2 separate regions of the Scylla paramamosain genome follow, and region 2 is linked to region 1. Evidence: chromatin contacts called from public Hi-C data. All regions are on one chromosome and are shown on one strand. Each heading gives the region's core, a stretch centred on a gene start, on an enhancer-like site or on the middle of the called end of the contact. The rest is flanking DNA. Distances are from core to core; before and after follow the strand shown. Region 1 overlaps LOC135112698 (prominin-1-like). Region 2 holds the start of LOC135112698 (prominin-1-like).

Region 1 (6,850 bases), core at 3,538-6,037:
CCGTGGACTTGTGGCAGGAGGACGCCTCGTCGGGGCGGCGGCCACAGCAGCCGAACACCACCCCCAGTGTGAAGCACAGTGTGATCACCAGCAGTAGGATGCATAATCCCATGGAGCCCCAGTATCTGCATCACACCACCACACCTCACATGTCAGCCACATTCATCATGCAAGTCTTAGTTATATTTGATTACATATACCTTTTTTTTTTTATTAATGTAAGAGGGACACTGGCCAAGAGCAGCAAAAAGAGTGAAAAAGAGGGCCACTGAAAGAGCCAGTCCCAAAAGAAAAGTCAAAAGGATCATCATAATTGGAGAAATGTCTTGAGTGACAAAACACACTAATGAAGATAACAATTTCTCATGTATAATTTTACACTGGAGAATCTTCTCAACAGTTTTCTAAAGTAAGAATTAACTTGAGCCACAAATGATTTCACAAGGGTATTCATAACAGTGATTCAATAACTATGAGACAATAATATAACTCAACATTAGTTATGCTCCTATACCTAAAACATAAACAAAAAAATAAAAAAATAAAATAAATAAATAAATAAAAAATAACATATGAAAATACAGTGAAATATTGTAGTTACTAATATCTGACACCACTGCATTTAACACAACACATATATATTGTAACTACTACTGATCACATCATACAACTCAACAGAAATTACTCCTCCTATACTAATGCTATTCAGATATGCATAGAAAAAATAATATGTTTGTAGAACTAAAGTGAAATATTGCAGCCACTAATACCCAACACAACTGCATTTAACAGATCACATATAACTGAACTACCAGCAAGTGTTAGTCCTGAAAACTTACCTGTACATGGCATATTCATTTATCCCATCTTGCATCACCCTCAGGTAAGCGTTGATCTGCCGCAGGTAAGTGTTGGGCTCCTCAGGGTATGAATTGGGTTCCTGTGACTCACTCAGATCAACAGGCTGAAGGAAACGGTGGATCTTCTCGGCAGCGTCTTCCAACTGGCCACCTGAATGTTAATAAAGGACTGATAAAGTGTTCTGTTCTATTCCATCACAAGTGGTAATTTTTTTCTTTCCCTACATCATGAAAACAAATAGCAAAGGCACACTTACCTACATCCACAATCTTTGCCTTAATCTCAGGTATTGATCTCTGCACCTTATTCTGGATCTCTGTGGCTATAGAGTCGAAGGAGCGCTTCCCTCGCTTCACCACTATCTCTATGTCATTCTCTATCAAGTTTGACACTTCCTCCAGCTTTGACTCAACATTTGGAAGCTGAAATGGAAAAGAATATTTGCAAATGATGCATCAGACCACTACAATCATGCCTTCTCTAGTATGCCTGTCCTAACTAAAGTTGCTGATATGATATACAAAATAATGTTAAAGTTAAGCTCTGCAATGTTTGTTTTCCATATTCAAAGTATGCTTGACTACATGAATATAGGGAAACATTAAAATCTAGCAAATCACACTGTTTCTGCATCTAATTTGTTAAGTTTAAAAATACAGAACACTCAACTATGGCTTCATTCTGACAATTGCAGACATCAACGAATTTATGTTACTTGATCATGTTTCAATAAATGGTTACTGACTGACATGGTGACCCTTGCATCAACATACAAGGATAAAAAAAGTTCTTGGGTGCTCTGAATTCTTCATGCTGCAGTGTGGACACACATGATCTGTGCCTGGCAGCAGGGAGAATTGCAAATACAAACAGGGACGGAGGGATCCATTGTGTAATTAAAATTCAACAGATAATTTTTGAAGCTTGAGCTTGTTGAAAATTAAGAGTTTCATTTAATATCCATATTTTCCCTTATGGGCTCATCATCCCTCAAGTCTCATAAGCATTTATTTGGAGCAAAAAGTTTCCTTTCTTGGATGCCCTCCTCTGATGACAGCAGCCTTGATTTTGGGATGACCTTCACTGAGGAAGCCACTGACCAAGGCTGTCCAGGTCCCCTGCCCCATGTGAGGCAGGTCTACTGAGTGGCTGCACCTCATGGTGGGTGGTGGGCAGTGCAGCCACCACATTCCTGCACCACTAATAAATAATAACATGTGAAATGCTGCATTGTTTACACACAACTCATAAAGAATGATATATACCATTCTGTCAATGCTAATTACTCATCCTTTATATTGGTTTCATTATTTCTAACCTCAATGTTGCCAATTATATTTTTATTTATTCCACTGGATGTGTTTAACATGTCTGTTAGTCACTGACATCTATAAATCAAATTTCCACAATTACTTTTTCCATATTTAGATTATACAAGCCAGTAGCAATAGTGACTGGCTTGAGCATTTTCATTTAATCAGGCAAGGATTTATATGGCCCTTTATGGAGCAATAACTATATAAGAAGCCATATTAATCCCTCTGCCAGGCTGTCCTCTTTCCACCAGCACATGTACTGCCAACACTGCACTTAACTATCACTTTATTACCAGCATCTGTATTGAAATATAATTCTTCATTTTCAATTCCCCGAAAATTTTCAAAGCTTGACTCCACAAATATGCCAAAAGTTGAGAGCTGTGCAGGTAACAGAGCTGACAACCATCAGCAAGGAGGATGAGCCTCACACCACAGGACCAGACCAACACACAGAGGAATGAGGTCATCTGTCTCTGAATGGCATGAGGCTCAGTCCTGACACAAGTTGATCCTACTTGCATTAGCTGTATTAGTTTCTTTCCTTTTACAACATCAGCTGATTTGGTAACTTATCTCTAGGATATGCTCTACATACTCATACAAACAGTTCACTGATATATGGACATCTACATTCAATGGCCTAATCTACTTTTTATTCTTATTCCGAGGCTATATGGGTAATTTATGTTCTAGCATTGTTATGGAGTGAACAGGACAAGGCACACTTTGCACGCTCAAAGAGAAGAGGAGCAAGGCAACACTGTGGAGATCCTACAGCATGAAACATTTTGAGGTATGTAGGACACAGATATAATATATATATATATATATATATATATATATATATATATATATATATATATATATATATATATATATATATATATATATATATATATATATATATATATATATATATATATATATATAATCATGAACAAAATTAAAATACATACCTACGTATATTAAAAATCAACATGCTTTTAATTTTGAAAAGTATCTTAGGAGAAAATACTTGAAATTGATATAAATACTTAATAACATATATGTTCATATAAGCCATTGAAATTTTCTACAAAGTTTCAAAAAATTTAGTGTTAACTACAGGCCATGCCATGCATATTGATGCTTATTAGTATTACAATTCATCATGCAGAAAATGAGACTGAATGATTACTTGGTTATTTCACAATTCATGCATTGGACTCTTGCCTTTGAGGAGGGTATTTTTGAAAACAAACAAATAAATGAGGTAGTAAAGGGGGGAAAGCAATTGCCAGGACAAAGTGTAAACGTTAAGATTGTTACATTACATGCTGGCCAAGTTACCTGAGGCAAAACATCGGTCTTCAGATACTGTGAGGAAGGAACCACATGTTAGTGCCATCACCCTGGTCTACCACTGTGTTGCTGAGCTTCTGCCTCACAGTGGTTCTGTCCACTAATACCTGCACACAACTCAGCTAAGGGAACAGCTATCAACTAGGCCATTAGGCTGAACTAATGATCTATCTCAAGTTAATATATAACACTGTAACAGTACTAGGCTAACACTATGACTTTAACCACAACACTCACAGAAGTTCAGCTCACACTTGTTATGCCAAAACCCTCATGATCTCAGTTAATAATGTCCAGCTGATCACAAAGCCAGGATATGCACCATCATCCACAGACCCAGCATGTCATGGGCACAGCAGACACTGGTTGCACATCTCTGTGCTATGACTGAGCTGAAGTCTAACATACTACAGAAACACCCTACAGCAGGTATCACTCTGTCCTGAAACACCTGTTAGTCTCCCAAGGAGCCTGCTAGTGGTGCTTGGTTAGGGTGGAAGATCAAATTAGGCTAACACTAATTTACATATATAAGTAATGCCAATTTTAGGCTGAGGTTCAGATGATGAACTGTGAGTACAAACTACAAACACATAAAAAGCAAGTCAAAAGGCCATAAGTGCAGTTATGAGTGAATGCCAAGGTCTGACTTGTTTGCTGTTGGTCTCGAAAGTCACGCAATGCATAGAAGATGCGACACTGATCTGAGGCTTGTGAAAATATTCCATCCATGCCTTTACTTAGAGGAAAGTTCGTATTATCAGCATCACAATGTTCTTGCCAATTTTCATCTGCACAACAACTTAATGACAAAAAGAGCAAATTCTGCCCAACATTTCTAGTATATGTAATCACTTCTCATGGAATTTCAAATACAAAATCAACAGAGACTTATTCTCTTTTCTTTTTTATATAAAATTTATACCATTGCACTCTCAGTGACAATACAATCTTGTACTTTTATTTTGTTAGAATTACAGAAGTCAGATGTGTATGTAGTTCCATGCAGGTCATAATGGTGCATACCTGATCAAAGTCATTGTTGATGGTGAGCTTGTCAGCATACTTGGTGATGAGCTGTCGGCACTCAGGCAGAGACTCACAGGAGTTGTACAGTTCCTTCAGCCGCGACGCCACATCCTCCAGCCCTGCACACACCAACACACCAACACCACCCCTTAGCAATACTGCCACTACTGGATTTCATTACACTTTATTCACTACTGCTGTAAATATATCTGTACACAGAGGACTAGAAATTGACCCCTTATGACTGAGCAATAACACTATTTGGGACGCTATCAACAGCCCTTAGAAATGGAATGCCCTGGATATTACAATATATAACAAATTCTTTTATAAACACTGACACCTTGGGCATAGTGGGACAATCAGGAATGACCATCAGGAGCACCTAGCCTGGGAAACCAGTGTGTGTGTGTGTGTGTGTGTGTGTGTGTGTGTGTGTGTGTGTGTGTGTGTGTGTGTGTGTGTGTGTGTGTGTGTGTGTGTGTGTGTGTGTGTGTGTGTGTGTGTGTGTGTGTGTGTGTGTGTGTGTGTGTGTGTGTGTGTGTGTGTGTGTGTGTGTGTGTGTGTGTGTGTGTGTACATCACAGCAGGCCCGCGAGGCACTGGGACTGACCACTGCGCAGGTTGGATGTCTGGTCCTGCAGCTGGATGGTGGTGTTCTTGATCTCCCCAAGGTCCTGCTTGATCACTGAGAGGCTGGAGGCAATGGCTGTCAGGTTGTCAATGGCCACAGCCTTGGTCACCCTTGCCAGCTCACTCTTCACCAGCTCTCCACTACCTGGGGACACCAACCATCACCACTGCAGCACACTATTCACACCATCAGAGAAGGAACACTCATTCCCACACCCACACCAATTTATTCATACCATCAGAAAGAGAGAGAGAGAGAGAGAGAGAGAGAGAGAGAGAGAGAGAGAGAGAGAGAGAGAGAGAGAGAGAGAGAGAGAGAGAGAGAGAGAGAGAGAGAGAGAGAGAGAGAGAGAGAGAGAGAGAGAGAGAGAGAGAGAGAGAGAGAGAGAGAGAAAGCACTCATTCCCAATGAGCACATTCACACCTTCAGTCATGTAATAAACACCTAACTCCTAATTATGCATCTGAACAAGAGATACAATGCTTTCAATATGCACATACCATAAAGAAGACTGTGAAAAGAAGCATTCAGTATGTATTTATAGAAGTAGTTATGAGGATGAAACAATATCACTTCTTCAAATAATCTGTAGTGATCACTTGTTGAACTGAATATCTATTTATCTGTCTATCTGTCTATCTATCTATCTATCTATCTATCTATCTATCTATCTATCTATCTATCTATATATATATATATATATATATATATATATATATATATATATATATATATATATATATATATATATATATAGAGAGAGAGAGAGAGAGAGAGAGAGAGAGAGAGAGAGAGAGAGAGAGAGAGAGAGAGAGAGAGAGAGAGAGAGAGAGAGAGAGAGAGAGAGAGAGAGAGAGAGAGAGAGAGAGAGAGAGAGAGAGAGAGAGAAATTGCACATTTAAAAGCTTGCTTCATGCACCATACTATGAAGAAATTAAAATTTAGTTTAGTATATGAAACATTATCCATGTGTAAGTTCCACTATGAAAAAATATTTTGTAAACTGAATGCTATTACAATGCAAAACAACACTAGGAATCAGCTCAGGACAAACAATGTGTCTGTCAAAAGCTGTATTTAAGTTCCAATCTGAAGACATGTTTGTAAACTAAATGCTATGACATTTGTAAATTAAATGCTGTTATGATGCAGAGTAACACTGTGCATTGCCTCAAGGCAAAAAATAGGTCAAAAAGCTTTAAAGTTTACCAGATACTGTGCAGGCCATAAGTATACCCAAGGGAAATTATTTAGGTTTGTATTCAGAAACACCTTGATCACTTACCACAAACTATTTTCAAGGTCCAGAGACAATTAGTCATGTTCACAAGAGTATTTCTCATGTTGATAATGTTGAAATCTTGTTAATTTGTAGGTCCAACCATAAAAAACACCCCTTAAAAAACCCATGTATCTTCAATTAGTATTTTAAAAATAGTGGAAAGTAGTTGAGGATCCTGAAGAAGAACCGAGAATGGTGGGGGAGGATACTTACTGTCCAGCTTGTTGTACAGGACACTCTCCAGCTCCCTGTAGTTCCTCACCAGCAAGTTCTGTACCTCCTGCAACACAACAGATTTCATTACACCTCAATACTCCACAAATGTTATCCATAAAACAAGTAAAAATGGGAAGGATTTCTTATAGAGGATATTTTGGTGAGATTG
Region 2 (6,527 bases), core at 150-2,649, 96 kb after region 1:
TCTTTGTTTAACTGAATCTACTCAAGGCACAAATAAACAAGTAAAACGATGCCGCGGTTTATTTTTACCTCAAACTCATATTATACAGTGTAATATAATACAATAACTTTTCCCTTCATCTCCCCGACGCACCGTCTTGCTACGCCCGCGGCATAGTGAGCCACTGTTCCCAGTGGTCGCCGTAATTATGACGGTGGCCGACAGATGGCTCCCGGCACGGACAGCTCACAGCGGAGGGACAAAGCGAGCTGCCCCACTCCCTAACACTTCCCCGGATAATGACTTTAAAATATGAACACATGAATAATAACCGAATATAAACGTCTTCCATGTGTATTTCACAGCGACGCGCTCGGCATTTCCATCTCGCTCTGTCCCACACGGCGAAGCTCCTCGCCCGACCAGCTGTCAACTGTCATGACATGAATACCACCAGAGGGAACTTGTCATCCCCCAACACGTCCTCGTCCCTCGTCACGACCCACTACGCCAGACCCACGCTTCTTGTCGCCTGCGAAGGTCGTCAACCCATCCATGCTGGTTCCCATCAGGCTGCCACTACCCGGCGGGGCAGCTTGGGGCGGCCAGCACAGGACTCCCCATGTCAATAGCCAGTCCCTGCCGCACCTCTCTGCCCCTGCCTCCTCTTATCTCTCCCAGCTGGCATCCCTCCCTCCCTCGCCCCCGCAGTGCAAGATCGATCAAGAGCTGCGGTGTGAATGTGGGGCCTGTAGGAGGGAACGGGGGCGTGGGAGGGAAGGCAGGCCAACCCGCGGGAGGAAGGAGTAAGGCAGGGAAGGATGACATGACACAGGCTCCCCATAAGAGGTCACGCGTGGATCACAGCGATAAGGGTTAACGTCAATCTCTAGGCATCTCAATAGCATGACCGCCCGGGGCAAGATGACCTGCGAGGAATGTTGGGAGGGCAAGGGCGGGATTTGAACAACCCCGGGCGGAAGACCATGCCTCAAAGCTCACGAATATTGAGAGCAACGCTTCCCGCCTCCAGCACCACCGCGAAGCCTTGGCACTGAACGCTCGCCACTGAGTCTGAGGCACTCCCAGCTCCCACACAAAGCGAAATGTGAGTAAGGCAGATGCAAGGCGTCCGAGCGGCCCTTCCTGCCCGAGAGGAACACAGCGTCAGGCCCGGCAGCCAAATCCACTTGTGTGCGGCCTGCCCTACACTCCCCCCACAGCTTCCGCACCCCAGAAACGCCCTCCACTGCCATACATTCATGCCTTCGCACGTTTGGACACAAGACAGCACAGTTAACCTACCTTCCTCAGGACTGTTCGCCTTTAGTCTACGTCACACCGAACGAAAATCACGAACCCTCCCGCTCACCACCTCACTGAGAACTAACTCTTGTTTACAAGGTAACGACATCGAGGCACAAGTTGTCGTACAGTCGATAACCTCCCTGCCGGTGTATGATATTTGTATCTGAATACGTTGATATGCATAAGTTTTAAGTGTATCCTGATAATATAAGTGATTCTTGTAAAGTACTATTGGAGTTAATACGGAAGAACTGTTTGTATAATCGTAAGCGTGGCAGCGGCGCACGATGATCGCCCCCACCCTCGCTCTGCCTCTGCGCCCACATTCAACCTGTTTTATTTATTTTCCTCTACGTACCCCAGCACCTCACAACAAGTTATACAAAACGACTTTGGCACTGCCATACCCTAAACTAAGAAAACTCATGGCCTCCTACATGACTGGTCCTCGAGGAAGTGAAGTATACTGCACTTTTTAAACACGATTGCCAAAAATGAATGCAGGAGTCAACAGCCCAGCAGCAGCCGTCCAGCAGCCACTCAACATGACGTGCCCTCGCCTTCATCTCACGGGACCTTTTGCGAATAAACTACGTATTGCATAAGCAAAATAACTGCATCAGAAAGCAATAAGCAGTTTGAAGGGTAAATCACAGAGTGAGCTTGACACATAAGTGTGAGAACATACGCTGAATCGAGGAATTGGTTTGGTAAGGACAAGTGGGAGCGGTATGATGAACCAAGCGGCGAGCAGACAGTGGGGGGAGAAGACCTTGGTGCGTACAGGCAAAAGCAACTCCTTGTCCACCCCGTAGCCATTTTAAGGCTGTTCACTTCTTGCCGGAGACGACTGCAAAAAAAAAAAAAAAAAAAAAAAAAAAAAAAGTAAATAACCGCCTAACCTCAACCCGACGCAACCAACCGCTGATCAGGTGCTGTAAACAAGGCTAAAAATGAGAGTACCCTGCTACGTGACCTAATGTAGCACGCATGACCAAGCAAACGACATTTGTGTACATTGTATTTAGCAGCCTGGAGGTAAAATAAATGAGAGCGTGCCCGCGCAACCCAGTCATGAAATTACAAGGAGTCTGAATAACTTAATAATGGCGAGGGATGAGTAACATTTAGTAAATTAGAAGCGTCATGACCTCTACTGCTCCTGTCACCGATGATTACCGATCTGACTTACCTGGTTCACCTGCACATTATCACTGACATTAATTATTTGACATGACCTGACCTTGTAGGACGCTTTATACTCACATTCTTAGAGAGAGAGAGAGAGAGAGAGAGAGAGAGAGAGAGAGAGAGAGAGAGAGAGAGAGAGAGAGAGAGACTGGAATAATAATATCACCATGCAAATGATATCCAGGAATTATTAATAGTTACCCCCAGAGGTTCTCAGTGTGTGTTGTTGTCATTTTCTTCACATTTTCATCCCATTTTCAGCGAGGCGAGTCGACCTCATCCCTGCATACTGGCTCCGGCAAGGCATCTTTTCGCTTTATCTTTCGACCCTTTTTAGCACAGGAAATTGCGTTATTGCTGATAATGATACTGAGGCTGACAAGGAAGAAGAGGAGGAGGAGGAGGAGGAGGAGGAGGAGAAGAAGAAGAAGAAGAAGAAGAAGAAGAAGAAGAAGAAGAAGAAACAAGAACAAGGACAGAGAACACCAGCAGCAGCAGCAGCAGCAGCAGCAGCAGCAGCAGCAACAACAACAACAACAACAACAACAACAAAACAGGAAGAAGGACAAGAGCAAGAAGGAGAACAAGAACAAGACGGACGAGAAGAACAAGAACAAGAAGAAACACAAAAACAAGAACAAGAACAAGAAGAAACACAAAAGCAAGAACAATAACAGAAAGAAAAACAAGAAGGAAAAAAGGTGAGGCAAAAAAACAGGAAAAAGAAGAAGGTAAGATTTCACATGCATACACAGTGACTCGTAATAACAACTTTCCCCAGCCATTAAGTAGGTATATTTTTCTTTACGCCAGAGTAAATAATAAAATCCTTGCCGTGTCACTCTTAAAAGACACTAAAAACTTCTCTGAAAGCCGCGTTGCTGGAAATAACATACTCTTGGAACCCCTCTGACAACTTATTTGCATTTGCTGATTATCTCGGAGGCATTTTCACTGAGACCTCCATTTCCCCTCTAATGGAGAAAATTTTACATTCCCTGCGGTCTTATATTTATTTACCTAAACCTTGAAAGATAAAGTTACATAAGGAATAAAAGTAAGGATTAAATATTTGCAGTTCTTAAGATTGGTTTAGTAGTACTTATCATGGAAGTAATTAATATTAAGTAAAACGAAGTCATTTAAGTGAATAATATGCAAAGGGAGGTAATAATGATATATAGATAAAAAAGGGTCCGTTTTATAGAGTGTGAATATTTAGGAAATCGAGAATAAAGGAAGGTGCAAACAAGACGAGAAGAAAGGGAGGATGTATTACAGAGGACGATGTAGGTCATCATGAATAAAGGAAAGTGTTAAGTAAGACGATGATGAAAGTAGGTACTCATAAGACAAGGACAAAGGGAGGAAGCATCACAGAGGACATATTTTAGGTGATCAAGAATAAAAGGTGTCGAATACGACGAGGATAAAGTGATCGGTTGACAAGTTGTGATGTTGAGGAGAAAGGTATGAGGCGGTGCTAATAAGACGAGGAGGATAAAGAGAAAACGTATTTACATGTGACGATGTTGAAGGGAAACACTAATAAAAACGGACGTGGTTAAGGGAGTGTTAAAAAACGTAAATAAACAAACAAATAATGATAATAGTAATGTGTTAGAAACTGCAGCGCATACCCAGTTGGACACGGATGCAAGTAATATTGCAAGCAACATCTGTAATAATAATTAGAGCGTCCAAAATGGAGCTTATGTTGCTATTTTAAGCATGGGGCCATATTTTGAAACGCTATACGGTCTTCAAAGGCTATAGAAACACGGGCAATTATCTCTAGGAACATGGAAACACCCTTGAAAACTCAACTCCTTTTCAGATAAGATAAGGCTCTGCAGCTATTGGGAATACGATTGAAAGTACTGTTGGCTTGTTATCACAGTCATGCCAACCTTATTCAAATTATGCATCTTTGATAGAATAGGCTTAAGAAAGGCTCACTCAGTTAAAAAAAAAAAAAGAACTACCACATACAGACTTAATATCTTTTTTATAGCTTCCCTTATGTTATGAATTATAGGCTTGATCGCAGTGTATAGACGGTGTGTGTGTGTGTGTGTGTGTGTGTGTGTGTGACGATATAAGGCTATGACACACACACACACACACACACACATAGCGAGGCTCGGGATGGAGACAAGGATAAAGGGATAAGAAGGGGAGAAAGGAAAATAGCAAGGAAGAATCAGGAAGGGGAGAGGCTCTGGAGGTCTGGAGGTAGATCCACTCAGTGCCACCCCCATGAGAAACCAATGGTCGTGTCGCTTACCTGGGGATACAAGTAAAGATATGTTCCTGTAAATTGCCAGACAAGTGTTTTCAGTTCCATCAAGTCTTTTTTTTTTTTTTTTTCTTTTAAGTAATCTGATCCAAGAAAAAAATAGCAAAAACTAAGATGTCTGAAGGAAAGTTAGGCTTCGCAGCAAGAAACGAAACTGACGTGACGTGGCTCGCATGAGATGACCAGGAAGTGTTGGCCCAAAACCAGCATCTCTTACAGTCTTGCATACTGCCGGGATCCAAGAAAGCGAGGAAGAGAGGAGGTAAGTGAGCGAGGAAACACCTTTGCGATGCAGATGTGTAAAGAAACGGATAAATTAGGAGACAGATGTGTAATGAAAAAAAAAAGAGGAAAAATTTGAAGCCAATGTGTAAAGAAAACAGAGACAACCGACAGACGAATGACTTAGACAGGAAGAATAGAAGCTTGTTGTCAGGGCGGAATGGAGAAAGAATGAACAGGAAGAGGGGAGTACTATTAAAATCCCAGCGGAAAGAAAGGACGAGGATGTATGGGAGATGTGATAAGTCAGACAGCGTGGAATATAGGACAAGGAGACAAAATGAGGTACTGGGAAGTGAGATATCCTTGAGAAGTGAGAAATTTAATGAGGTAATGAGGGACGAAATTAGAGAAAACGGAGATACAGTCAGTCAGAGAGAACGGTAGCCTGAGAGAGAGAGAGAGAGAGAGAGAGAGAGAGAATCACACTAGCCACTGTGACATACACGTGCAAGATAAACATAGTGCAGAATTTCACGCCAATCGAAGCAGAGAATGGGAGGACACAGCTGGCGGCGCCTCGGTTCACACGAAGGACCACACACCAGCGCCTCCTCCTGCAGCACCTCCATCATCACCCACGGCAGACCATAATTATCCTGAAACACGTCTGCGCCACACTTCCACTAGTTTCAAAATTCTCTGATCGAAGCTACACAGGTTTGTAAGACTGTTTTTATGCTTGCAGTGACAAATTAACGAGATTTCTTCGTTTTTAATAGGAAAATCAATCTTGACAACTTAGCTAATCATTTCTGTGGCCTTGGAAAATAGTTGTGGTGAGAGAGCGAAGCGTTTCTGAATATAGGCACTGTGACACGTTGTTCTCTCATTAGGGTTATCTTCAAAGACCATAGAGATGATAGTGAATTTTTTTTTCCGTATGAAACTGGAGAATTCTTGCTAAATCATCTCCAAAATCATGAAAGTAGACTCAGTGACACATTGTTCTCTTATTAGGACTGTTTTCAAAGACCACATAAATAATTAGTTGAGTTCTCAAGTGTGTTTATACATTTAGCATCTATACAACAATTATCTACGACCGAGTTGCTATTTTCTATTTTTATAATGGAGACCTGATACTCATATATTTTCAGTCTTGAGAAAAACGTGAAATATTCATATATCTCTTGTAATTAATTGTCGTGGGTGTCAGGGTACCTCAAAAGCTCCCGGAAGGATGCGTGAAACTTAGAAATGACTGCGAACCACTGGTCTTATCCACATACTGCTCAAGTGGAGCACGACCTTATTCTAATATTGCCTAGAAAGAAAGCACGGTCTGATCCCAGCATTGCCAGGAAAGAAGGCACTCTTAGCACAGCATAATCCGAATACATTTGTGTGTGTGTGTGTGTGTGTGTGTGTGTGTGTGTGTGTGTGTGTGTGAATGCAAGAACTTTCACACGCAAACAAGCAGGGTGGTGTAAACCGGTTTAAATTGCTTATTATTCTCCAAGGTTTT

The links. A called contact is a pair of places that touch in the nucleus more often than the background predicts.
Region 2: a contact with region 1 is called in a Hi-C map of testis, with 3 times the contacts expected there. The contact joins the promoter of LOC135112698 here to the enhancer-like site in region 1. A contact is called at or near these places in 2 of 2 Hi-C or Micro-C datasets (muscle and testis).

What each region holds. Positions count from the first base shown.
Region 1 is chr24:9,243,829-9,250,678 of ASM3559412v1, forward strand. LOC135112698 (prominin-1-like) reads right to left here. Exons shown (of 22, transcript XM_064027388.1): 5 at 6,679-6,745; 6 at 5,163-5,327; 7 at 4,548-4,669; 8 at 3,510-3,536; 9 at 1,118-1,283; 10 at 840-1,011; 11 at 1-125. Among protein-coding and RNA genes, the nearest start is that of LOC135112697, 43 kb to the left of the region's middle. Within about 2 kb of position 4,788, the one cell type or tissue checked has an H3K27ac peak away from gene starts, as active enhancers do.
Region 2 is chr24:9,343,202-9,349,728 of ASM3559412v1, forward strand. LOC135112698 (prominin-1-like) reads right to left here and starts at 1,400. Exons shown (of 22, transcript XM_064027388.1): 1 at 1,285-1,400. LOC135112704 (acetyl-CoA acetyltransferase, cytosolic-like) reads left to right here and starts at 5,496. Exons shown (of 9, transcript XM_064027398.1): 1 at 5,496-5,719.